3 separate regions of the Mus musculus genome follow, and regions 2 and 3 are each linked to region 1. The links are chromatin contacts, called in public promoter capture Hi-C maps. All regions are on one chromosome and are shown on one strand. Each heading gives the region's core, a stretch centred on a gene start, on an enhancer-like site or on the middle of the called end of the contact. The rest is flanking DNA. Distances are from core to core; before and after follow the strand shown.

The links. Promoter capture Hi-C pulls out the DNA fragments that hold promoters and counts their contacts.
Region 2: a promoter capture Hi-C map of liver shows a contact between it and region 1, with 2.8 times the contacts expected there. The contact joins the promoter of Neu2 here to the promoter of 2810459M11Rik in region 1. A contact is called at or near these places in 1 of 39 promoter capture datasets (liver) and 1 of 9 other capture datasets (liver).
Region 3: a contact with region 1 is called in a promoter capture Hi-C map of embryonic stem cells. The contact joins the promoter of Ecel1 here to the promoter of 2810459M11Rik in region 1. A contact is called at or near these places in 2 of 39 promoter capture datasets (embryonic stem cells and pre-B cells) and 1 of 484 Hi-C or Micro-C datasets (embryonic stem cells).

Annotation. Positions count from the first base shown.
Region 1 is chr1:86,043,794-86,047,711 of GRCm38.p6, reverse strand. 2810459M11Rik (RIKEN cDNA 2810459M11 gene) reads right to left here and starts at 1,849. Exons shown (of 3, transcript NM_001144993.1): 1 at 1,140-1,849. The coding sequence starts at 1,749.
Region 2 is chr1:87,572,387-87,576,304 of GRCm38.p6, reverse strand. Neu2 (neuraminidase 2) reads right to left here and starts at 2,278. Exons shown (of 4, transcript NM_001160163.1): 1 at 2,179-2,278. It also overlaps a transcript of Ngef not described here.
Region 3 is chr1:87,154,477-87,158,394 of GRCm38.p6, reverse strand. It overlaps Ecel1 (endothelin converting enzyme-like 1), which reads left to right and starts at 2,259. Exons shown (of 18, transcript NM_001277925.1): 1 at 2,259-2,375; 2 at 3,307-3,918. The coding sequence starts at 3,406. The region is part of intron 3 of Gm33292 (a long non-coding RNA gene); the gene reads right to left.

The sequences.
Region 1 (3,918 bases), core at 600-3,099:
TCATTAGTCTGGGGAGAATTTGTGTAAATTACCTTCTTTCCCTCAAAGCCAGGTAAGGAAGCCAATGAATGATTCTCAGAACAGGAATGCACGTGGGGTACTTATCTGCCTAATCTTTCAGGATCCTGGAGGTCGGTCAGCCTCCACCAAAGGAAGGTTGGCGGGAGGGGAGGGAACCGCCAGAGAACTACTGTGGCCTAGCCAGCAGGTGCAAGTGTGACATTTATAATATCAGACAACGTCTCCTGGTGTGAAAGGTCTGACATCTCCCAGTGGCAGGCTAATGCCCCAGAACACCTCACACAGCCAGAACACCTCACACAGCCACTCTTTAGTTCAAAAGCTTACTACAGTCAAAGGTCAAACGGAAGTGAGTTGAGCGGTGGAAAGCTTTCCTAGCGTTTGTCAGGGCTCCACTTAGGACCTTCTTTTTAATCCCAGTACTTTGCAGCAAAACACGCTGCCTTGGGACGTCTGATCCCATGACGGAGCAGTCTCCGACTAAAAGCGCTCACACCATCTCTACACTTTAGAATAGAGCGTGGAAGGAAAACCTGGCGGAAGCAGCCAGCGATCGGTGGCTACCAGGAATAACTGAGGTCGTCACGGTCTCGGTCCCTCACACCCTTCCGGATACGTCCCTGGCACCTATTCTGTGTTTTTGCCAGGAACTTCGATTGCCTTCCTCCCTTCCACACCGAGCCTCCTGTATAGCTCCCCCTCTCCTAAAGCTCTGAGGACAATCCTACCAGGACAAACTTGTCCTAAAGCTACAGTCACCCCGCCCCCCAGACTCAGTTCTTCCCACGCACACCACCCAAATTTTTGCATCTTCTATCCCAGTTTCCAACTCCTACATTGTTGTTGTTTAGAGCAGTTCAACTCTACTTCTTACCCACTTCCCACCAGTTGTACCCTCAGATACCCCACCCCCGATCTCATGTGCAGTCAGGATCTGGCCAGACAGACTCAATTCCATGTCCAGAGCATGTCCACCTTAGGCTGAGAAGCCTTGTGCTGGGGACCTCCCAGCACCGGGCCTCAGTTTACCTCAACAGAGTTGGGTGGCCTAAACGGGTTCAACCGGTCTAAAGGGACGCCTTCCCCAGTGCCCAGCCTGACCCCACACGCAGCCTCACCTGGTCGTCCCGGCCCCGCAGCTTGCAGGGCTCTGCAGGCCGCCTCCTGGACCGCCAGGCTGGAGGCGGGACAGCCGGGACGAAAGGCTGCTGCTTGCACCGGGCCCCCGACCTGGCGGCCGAACACCGTGCGCAGCAGCGTCTCGAGCAGCTGCAGTTCGGGCGCCCTCGCGTCATCCGCACCCGTGTCGGCCACCAGCACTCCGACCAGCGCGGCGCCCTCACACCTCCGGTCGCGCACGTCCCGCAGCATCTCCCGCAGGCGGCGCCGCGACTCCCGGGAGGTCAGCGATCCGACGCGGCACAGCACGAAAACGAGCGGCGAGCGAATGGCTCGCTCCGCCTTCGCCCCCGGAGCCCCGTGCGACTCGGTGGCCGCCGCGGTGCCCGCGCTCTCGGCCTCTGCGCAGCCCGGCTTGCCCGGCGCGGACTCCGGCGGGAACACGGCACCGGCGAAGTCCCTCAGCAGCGCGCGGCTCTGCTCGCGCTCCCACAGCTCGCCCACCAGCAGCACCTGCCCGCGGCCACCCGCCGCCTCCACCAACGCCTGGAAGGGTGGCTCCGCCGGGCTCGCGGGCCGCGGGGCCAGCGCCTCCAGCTCGCTCTCCATGCTGGCCGCCGCCTCCTGCGCCGAGCTGGGAGCTCCGCCGCTGCCTCGGCCGACACGCCCCCGAGGGCCGAGCCGCCCAGACCCCCTGCGCACTCCTGTCCCGCCGCACTGAATTTATCATTCACTCATTCGTTCATTTAGATACCCAGTAACACACTCAGTAGTTTAGGACTACTAAGCATTTAGGACATCTAGAAAGTACAGGCTCTTGTGGGGGACTGAGGATGAGTGGACATTATTAACCTGACTAATGTACCCTCTTAGGGTAAGATGGTTTTGTTTGTTTATGCGTTTTATTTGTTTTATGTGTATGGATATTTTGCTTAAATGCATCTGCACTAGTACCAGCGTCTGATCTCCTGGATCTGGAGTTGTGAATGTTTATAATCAACTACATGGGTACTGGGAACCCAATCCAGGTCCTCTGCAAAAGCAGTCAGTGCTCTTAATCGGTAAACCATCTCTCAGATTTTTTTTTTCTTTCTTTCTCCTGAGACACGATCTCACCATCCTAGCCTAGAATCTGGAGACCCTTTAGCTTCAGTTTAGGATTACAGTCTGTACCACCATTTCTAACTTCTGGAGCTATTTCGGAGTAGTCCTACAGGGTTTGGCGTCAGGGCCTGCTTTTCCAGTGGTGTAAGCTTTGGAGCCCAGTTGGAGCAGAAGAGTGAGTGAGAACGGGAGAGAGATGGGAAGCATAACATCCTAGCTTCAACTCTGTCGCTGTGATAAAAATACCTTAACACCAAACAGTTTAGGGAAGAGAAGAAAGGGCTTATTTTAGCTCACAGTTCCTGGTTGTAGCCATCACTGCAGGGAAGTCACAGAGGCAGGAGCTTCCAGACAGCTGGCCACAACACACCCACACCCATGAGTGAAGAGATAGGAATATTTTTGTACAATCACACCAATGAAGGGTGTCACACCCTTCAGGCTGGGTCTTCCCTCATCAGTTAAGGTGATCAAGATAATCCTGGCCATTCCCAGACCTGCTCACGGGGCAAGCTGACCTAGACTGTCCCCTTTTGAGACTCTCTCCCCAGGTGATTCTGGGTTGTGTTTCCTTGATAATTAGAATTAACCATCACCCAGGGGACCTCCTCTACCACTTCTCTTCAGCCTCCAATACTTCCTCCAAATGGATCAAGATCATCCTTTCCACAAACACTTGTTGCATTTGGGTACCACCTGATGTCATGTGAGGCTGTTGTTCCCCATGGGCCAGAATCTAGAACAAGTCTAGAGCAACCCGTCCCTTGTGACCCCTTCAGAAAAGCCAGTTACATTATGATGCACAATACTAGCAGAGTGATAGCTATGGAGTAGCAATGAGACTAACTTTTTGGTTGGGAGTCACCACAACTTGAGGCCCTGTATTAAAGGCTTGCAGAGTTAGGAAGGTTGAGAGCCACTGATCTAGAAGTGGACATGGGATGCTGGCGTGCTCTGGTGTTGGTCTATAGGTGTAAGGTGTGTACATGTATATGCATCTATGACTATTTGTCTAAAATCCAGGTCAGAAGCAGGAACATACGTCCTACCAGTTTTGTCCAAAAGAACATTCTGCGAACTGTTTTCCTGCCCTGTTCAAATGCAGTTGCCCTAAGGCACATGTGGCTATTACTGCACACTGGAGTTGATACAAATGCTTTTTACATGCTATTTAACATGAAGTTAAATTCAAATAGCCTCTGGGGCTTGTATCTTCTCTTTATTTCTCCATCCATCCACTACATAATAATTGGCCCAAAGGGTGTTGTTGTCAAGACATTTTACTGCCCAGCCCTGGCCTCACCATAAAGCCCCAATCCCCTCTTTTAAAATACCTTGTTCCCAACTCCTTATAATTATGCTCCAGCATCCTGGAGAGTTTTGCACATTCATAAAATGAATCTTTCTTGGGTCCCTACTGTATGCATGAAGCAGTCAAAGGTGGTCAAGAAGCTCCCTTCCCTAAGTCTCTTTGTCTAGTTGTCTACCAGTACTTGGAGGAAGGCACCATATGGTTTGTCTGGTTCTCAGTAATGGGGCTTTTGTCTTTGCAGACTGATTCTTGAATTCCCTGGAAGAGTGCTGGGATGCTGAAAGCAGAGGTTGGGACCTGGGTGGGAAAAGTCTTCTGTTTAGAGATGGATGACGGATGGAGTTGCACCACCAGGCCAGTGA
Region 2 (3,918 bases), core at 1,029-3,528, 1.5 Mb before region 1:
TTTCCATTTGTGTAGGTACCCATGTCTTCATCATCTCTCCCTCTGTTGGTGGACATTCAGGTTACCCCACGTCATTGCTATAAACATGGACGTACAGATATCTGTGAAGTAGGATCTGGGGTTTGGGAGCATATGCCCAAGAGTGGATTGGGTCGGTCAGAGTTATTAATTTTTTGTTTGTTTTTTCATGTGAGTGTGTATTGATGAATTAGTGAATAAAGATGCACTTGATAGTGAAAGTGTAACACTCTTAAGTGAAGCCCTATGGCCATTCTAAGTAAGTAAATTTTGCTGATACATCTGTATCTACTTATGTCTAGTCTATATCTATGTGCGCATATCTCTCTTTCGATTATATATATAATTATAATATATAATATTATATATGCATATATATGTATAATCAAGATAGGGAGAGGGAGAGTTTGGGACTGTGCAAGTGTTTGAGTGACTGTATGACTGTATTAATCTAGCTGCTGAGTAATATTGATCTGTAATTTAGTTAGAATATATATGCTTTATTGTTAAAAAAAAAAGCAGGGATGAGTGGATGAGAGATTACTTCCCTCTGGCATTCAGTGGCAAAAACCAGAACCAACATTTGTGGCAATCGGATGTCATACTAGGCAGACATCTGAGATTCAATGGTGCCTACTTCCTGCATCCATGTCCTACTGTGACATATGGGCTGTACCTAATGGCGGCTCTCTGACAAGCAGAGCATGGCAGAGTGATGGGATGCCACTTAATGTCACTTCCACGAGCACATCACAAAAGTCTGTGGTTCTGGGAGATGGCTCAGCTGAGAAAGAGCGTGGCATGCAAACGAGAGGTCAGGATCCAGGTCCCCAGAACACAAAAGCTAGGTGGGCCTGGCTGTTCCCAGCACTCAGCGGGCAGAGGCGGTGATCCTCACAGTAAGCTAGCTAGCTAGACTAGCTGGATTTGACTAGTTCCAGGTCTAATGACTGACCCTGCCTCAATAAATAAAGTGGAGATTCTTCAAGGAAGACATCTGACTTCCATAGCTGAGCGTGCTCACGTGGAGCGCATCACACAGCCATGTCCTTGAAGAGAGAGATCTCTGGAATCTTCTGCAGCCTCAATGAAGCAAGGTGTCATGGCAGAGAGGCAAACAAACAAAACAGAGCAAGCTGCCCAGCCATGACCAGCAGGAAACAAGGCCCTCAGTCCAGCAATCCCCAAGGAGGCGTGCAGGCCTGCCAACAACCCAGGAGGCCTGTGTGCCTTCTCCACACAGCCTTGTAAAGAGGCGTTCTGGCCCTCAGCCACCTTGCCTCCAGCCAGTGAGAGCCCCTGAACAAAGAACGCGGCCAAGCCCTGCCCAGATTCCTGACTCACAGAAACCTAGAGTATAAGTATGCCCTGCTTCTTGGCAGTACCGGTTGGGTTAATTTATTACCAGCGGTAGGTCACAAAAAACAATAGCTCATCGGAGGCTTACATAAATATGGGCAGTGTAGCTATTAGCATTGAGAAATGAAAGCAATGGGTTAAGAGGCAAGGTTTTGGTACCAGCTAGGATGGGTTTCAATCTTGGAGCAGCTTACTATCTATGTGGCCTTGGGCAAGATGATCTATGAACATATGTATCTTTAAAATGCACCTGATTCTCAACTTGTAGTGAGGGCTCAGGGCTACACAGAGAGGTTATGCAATCTGCTTAGTTCAGTGCCTGCCACGCAGTAAGCACCAGGCAGAAGGAAGCCGTCACTAATCATAATTCACTGTAATAGTAACAATTGATTAAGACCTCTCGAATAGAGCAGCTGGTGTCCCCTGCCTGGGAGCTGTCAAGCTGAGCCCTGACGGCCATGTAAAGCAGTGATTAAAAGTGCTGGCTTAGTTGGCAAACCGCTTGGCATATGTGCACTGGGACTTGAGAAGATTCACAACTGTCACATAAAAAAGGGGCACAGTGGCGTGCTCCTTTAACCCCCACAGGGGAAGTTTGAGACAGGAGGGGAGGGTGCAGGTAAGATTCGGAGGATGGCCGATCAGGTAGCCTGGCCAATTAGTGAGCCCTGGGTTCCATAAGAAAAACAGAAAACAATAAGAGAGAGACCTGGTGTTCACCTCTGACTTCCACGTGTGTGTGCACGTGTACACATACTAACACAAAAGTGACCAGAACCCAAGAGGATCATAAACACTTACCCAATCTCAGACTCAGGGGGCGGGTCAGTCAGTGGTGGGGCGTCCATTCTTAGTCAACTTCCGATATTACCTTGCAGCCAGGGGCCGTTTGGGTCATGTCAACCTGCACCTCAGTGGCACCTCCCCTTTTGCCTGGCTCCTAGGGAGGTGTGTCTGGCTCCCTGCCTAGGTGCAGGGCACCCAGCAAGGTAAACACCCAGACAGGAAGTGCCTGTCCCAGGAATGGGGCCAGCTATAGGGAGGCAGGTCTGAAGGTCAGGAATGTTTCCCAGGGAGGCTTTTCCAGGCTATAGTACTCAGGGACAGGTAGGGAGCTTGTGTGCTTATGTGGGGGACACACAGACCTGCACTGAGGTGCCCGGACAGGACCGTGGATGGGAAAGGAAGAAACTGAAGCACTTATGAGGGGGCCTAACACCCAGGAACTTCTGGCTGGCAGGTGAGCAAAATATATGTTTATTTTATCTTATTTTTTAATGAAATGAGATCAAGGAAACCGTAGAAGAGAGGTCACTGCTGGGGAAGTGCAGAGTGTTGCAAGCATTGATTGAGAAGAACTAGGAAAGAGAAGGCAGCCAGACTGTCCATGGGAAGGAGAACTTGGCTACCCTTGCAAGATTCCAGCAGTACCTATGAGGTCCTGGCTATGCCTGTGAGCTCCCAGCCCATCTTGGCTTAGTGATTCTCCCAGCCCAGCGTGTTTCAACATCTGTGAAGCACGAAGCAGGGTGACCCCTCTTTCCAGCTCCTATACCTCCAGCTGTGGAGACTAGGGAGACAATGTACTGCAAAGGACAGGTCAATAACTTACAGGGCCCTGTGCAACAGGAACGTGCAGGGCCTCTTGCCAAAAACCGATAAAGAATCAGAGAGAGGCAGAAGCCTCATGTTAAAGTAACTGCAGAGCCCTCCAAGACCAGGGCACTCACTCCCCATGGTGCTCGCCCTGGTTGTAAATGTATGTGTAGACTGTGAAGTGCTGTGATTTCCGTGTGCTGTTGGCTCAAACCTCAGGGTTAAGGTGTGCTCTAGGGAGGAGACTTCACAGCTATGGAGTAACAGCCCCTGTGTTGCTGCCCCACTGATGTTGCTCCTCCTGCTCAGGGACCATTTCAGGACAAAAGACCCTACCCTCAGAACCCTCCAGATTTGTGTGCTTGGTGGCCAAGAAGCCAGAGTATGTTGTGACTCGGTTGAGAAAACTCAGCTGGATATAGCAATAGAAGGTTCTTATTTCCTGTCTTGACCAATATGTGGGATATTCACGAAGCCATCAGCTGCAGGGAGCTGGACTTGGGATTCCTGTAGTTTTGGCTACTCTGCTATCTCAGCTAGTGACCAATGTCTTGTTGCCTTGAGAGAAATGGCTGTCTTAATGCAGAGAGACATTAAGGCTCTGGTTGGGTCCCCCCACTGTGTTTTCCTTTCCCCTCCCCCTTTCTTCATCTTGGCCCACATTTGATGTTACTTAGTCTCAGAAAGGAGAAGCCAGAGTCTCCTTGGAGACTCCAGCATCCTGGACAATGAAAATGGACAATAGGCCATCTTCCTCAACCACACTCTCAGGCCACTCTTTGAACAACCACAGATTTTCATGGACATGGTCCCCAGGATAGGGAGACACCCAGCCTGTCCTGTTTCCTAACGGTAGCAGCAGTCCCTGTGGCCCCACTGCCAGGGATACCACAGTGAGTTTGAACATTAATGAGAGGTCTTTTAAAGAATGTCCCATGGTGAGCT
Region 3 (3,918 bases), core at 1,010-3,509, 1.1 Mb before region 1:
TTGTTTAGGGCAAGATACACAGCACCTTGGTGAATGCTCAATAGCCATGAATCCTTGTGAATATTGCTGTCCCAAAGCTATACCAGAGATGGGGCTACAGGCGCTCCTTATCTAGAAGACAAACCCAGTGATGCTCCATCAACACAGTCGTTGGGATATGACTTTGGCTTGTGTGGAGGCAAAGAACTGCTTCCAAATGCTTCTGCCCCTCATACCCCTGTGTGCCTTCTCTGACTGCCGCCTGCCTTCTTTTCCCAAGGTGGGTCTCTAGAACCTCATTTGGGGCTCTTCTGGACTCAGCTAGGAATGGCCCGGTCCTGTCAATCTAATCTTCATCGGATCTGGGAGCACGTAGCAACTGAAGGAGAATCTCTGAGAACCTCAGAGATCGATGGAGCAAGATAGGCAGGAGAGAGAAGGAGTGGTTCTCTGAACCCTTTCTATGGACAGCCTGACCACAGGACATGTCAAGGTGACAAGGGCCTAATGGTCAAAGGACCCAATTCTAAGCTTATTTCAGCACTCAGGGTTCAGTGTGAAGTATAAGGTGTTGAACAGAACAGGCAGCTGGGGAGGCCCAATCCGCCTGGCCAGCCTGGCCGGGAGACAGATGAATGGATCAATGGTAGTTGAGTGTGTGAGTGGTGACCAGAAGAAGAGCTCCAAGGACTGACCCCAGAGGAGAGAAGCAAATAAAGGGACTGAGGACCAGGGTCCCTATCCTCCTGTGGATGCAGAGGAAAGTCCCCGGGGAAGCAGGTTTGCCTCTGTGCCTTGCTGTCGGAGTAGTCGGCTCCTTGAGACAATATCCATTTTTATATTTCTTGGAAATTTCACGGCATTCATTTCGGGGAAAATAAAAGCTGTCATTGCCGGAGAAATGATACCAATCAGGGCCTGAAAAGGCTGGAAAATTATCCTCCAGGAGATGGAATGTTGAGGGGAAAATGCAGATTAAAAGCACAAAGAGCCACTCTGCCACCGCCCTGCCCTCCCCTCCCCCCTCACGGAAACACGGCATTTTTGCGTAATTCCATCGCTCCTCAGTAGAATTAATTGGACCTGAGAAGAATGCATGGGGCAGGAGAGGACCTTAGGATGGTCAGAATGAAAGACAGTCCTGTGAGTGGGACTTAGAAATGGACAGACTGGACAGGCAGGAAAGTGGTAGAGGTGGCCACTAAAGGCTAGTGACTGGGTAGCTGACGATGAAGAACATCCGGAGGGGATGGCGACGGGATGGTGGTCGCTCTCCGCAGTCCCACCTCAACATGGGTTCTATCACATCGGTCTTCACCAATGTCTGAAACATTGCTTAGGCCAGGGCTGCAGGCTGGAGCCACAAGGTTGGGATTGCTGGGGCTGTGTGGTCCTTTGCTGGGGATACCAGAAGAGATGGGTAAGTCGAGGCAGAGAAAGCAGATTCCTGAAACAGTAGCAGTCCTTCAGAAAGCTCCCAGGTCTCTGTCACGTGTGGGCTTCACCTTGTGGGTACAGTGGAGAGGTAAAGATGATTCTGTCTCTTGGAAGGAGCGAGGTCCCCAACATTTAAAAAGCTAGTTCAGCCAACCGGAATGGGTGGAAGACTGGACAAACTCACCCTGTGTAGTCCCGTGAGGGAAGTGGAGCAAGATTCCTCCCTCTCCCCACCCTACCATCCTTTTCTAGGCCTTTCTATGTGGGTCTGGGACTTCCTGCCAATGATGTCAGGAAAACCTAAGGTTGAGGAGGCCACAGCCTCAGCCTCTACTTGCAACCTCCCCAGGAGAGCTAGGTAAAGGGTCTTGTACCAACCAGAACCCAGATGGGGCAAGCAGGAGTTAAAAGGACAAAGAAGTCTTGGTGCTGATGGCGCCTGGCAGAGTGCTGGTCCAGATACAGGCTCTTCACCTGCCCATTGGAGTCCTCCCTGGGCTGAGCTTCTGTGGGCTCGGCCCAGACTTCCCTCTGGCCTCCAGATCTCCAGCTTCAGTCCCTTTACCGCAGACTGGTAGGTGGCTCCAAGTGGCTCATCAGAAGGGACCGTGCTTCCTCCTCCCGGGACAGATCTGGACTCCGGAGTCCTGGAGCCAGAAGCTGGTGCATCACTCTCAGGAGCGTTATCTCCGCGGTCGCCATCCCCACCTCCGCACTGCTGGAGCTGACAGGTAGCCCAGAGGGAAGCAGAGAGAAGGAGGGGTGCAGGGGGCGGGAGAAGGAGGGTGGAGCCGCCGGCGCGCCCCCTCCTTCGGGGCTGGCGGGCGGCGCGGCGCGGCGGCAGAGGCGGCGGGCGCACGAAGAGAGCCGCAGCCAGCCCAGCTCCTCTCCGGCTGAGGCCGGGATTTGCTCCCGACCCCTCCCTCGGTCCTCGCCCGGCCCAGACGCGCACCTGCCGGGTAAGTGTCATTCGGGCCCGCCGCCTCCGAGGACATCATCACAGCCACCTCCGAGGCCACCGCGGCTGCCGAGCCGAGCTTCTCGGCTTTGTCTCTGTCCTCCCGGCTCTGGCTCCAGCTGCGGCTGCGGCTGCGACTCCAGGACTCGGCTCTCAAGCTCCGCTGACTGCGCCGCGCGACGCAAGAGATTGAGCTCAGGGCTGGCGCAGCAAAGGGGGTGAAACTTCTCCCAACTTTGGATTCTGGGGAGAACCTGTTGACGACAGGGATGGCCCGGGGCGTTGATGGGTGGCAAATGATGAAACCAGTCTCTGGTTTTCCATCTGGGCCGTCGGGGTTGGGGAGTCGGGTGGGGGAAAGATGGGGAATGGAGAGGGCTGCTGCTTGGGGAAGGGACTTGTGGGCTTTGGAGCCATTGAAGAGAAACAGCCAGAGGGTGGCTTGAGAGTGGTCCTGCAGACTTCCCCGAGGACGAAGTTTGGGTGTCTGGTCGCTTTTAGTTCGGAGAACTGAAGGAGGCTTCAGGGTCCGCAGAGAGGCGCCCCTGACCACACCTCCTTTCTCCGGCCTCTGCTTCCCCCTCCCCCACCTGGCTTGTCTGGAGAGGATGATGGGCAAGAAAGGCAAAGACAAGGGAAACAGGTTGTCAGTGAAGCCCCCACTTTGTGCCCGGTGCTCTTTGGTTTTGTGTCCGAGCATCCTTACTCTGTGGTGAGCTTGTGGAGACCTGGGTAGGCAGGTTAAAGGCTACTATTCCAGTAAGAGCTGCTGGCAACTGAACCCTTCTTTCTTGGTTGACGGAGTGAAGTGGGATCCTTGGTTGTGGATCACAGGTGGCCTCCATCTTCTTAAACTAACTCCCACCCTTTGTTTTCTGGGTCCCCTCACTTTCCAGGGCCTCTCTGAGCCTGCTAATGTTCCCTTCCTACAGCTGCGACCGAGGGCCATGTGGGCTCCGACCAGAAAGCCCGCAGACAGAAGCAGCCTATAATCGACCAAACAAGGGGTCTGCAGCCAAAGCCTCGGCACAATGGAGGCCCCGTATTCCATGACAGCGCACTACGACGAGTTCCAGGAAGTCAAGTATGTGAGCCGGTGTGGCACCGGGGGCGCTCGAGGGACCTCACTGCCTCCAGGCTTCCCGAGGGGCTCAGGGCGCAGTGCTAGCGGGTCCAGGTCTGGGCTGCCCCGCTGGAATCGACGCGAGGTGTGCCTGCTGTCGGGGTTGGTGTTTGCTGCCGGCCTCTGCGCCATCCTGGCGGCCATGCTGGCGCTCAAATACCTGGGCCCGGGAGCGGCGGGCGGTGGCGGAGCCTGTCCCGAGGGCTGCCCCGAGCGCAAGGCCTTTGCACGCGCCGCCCGCTTTCTGTCTGCCAACCTGGACGCCAGCATCGACCCGTGCCAGGACTTCTACTCGTTCGCGTGCGGAGGCTGGCTGCGGCGCCACGCTATCCCCGACGACAAGCTCACCTACGGCACGATCGCGGCCATCGGAGAGCAGAACGAGGAGCGTCTGCGGCGCCTGCTGGCGAGACCCACCGGA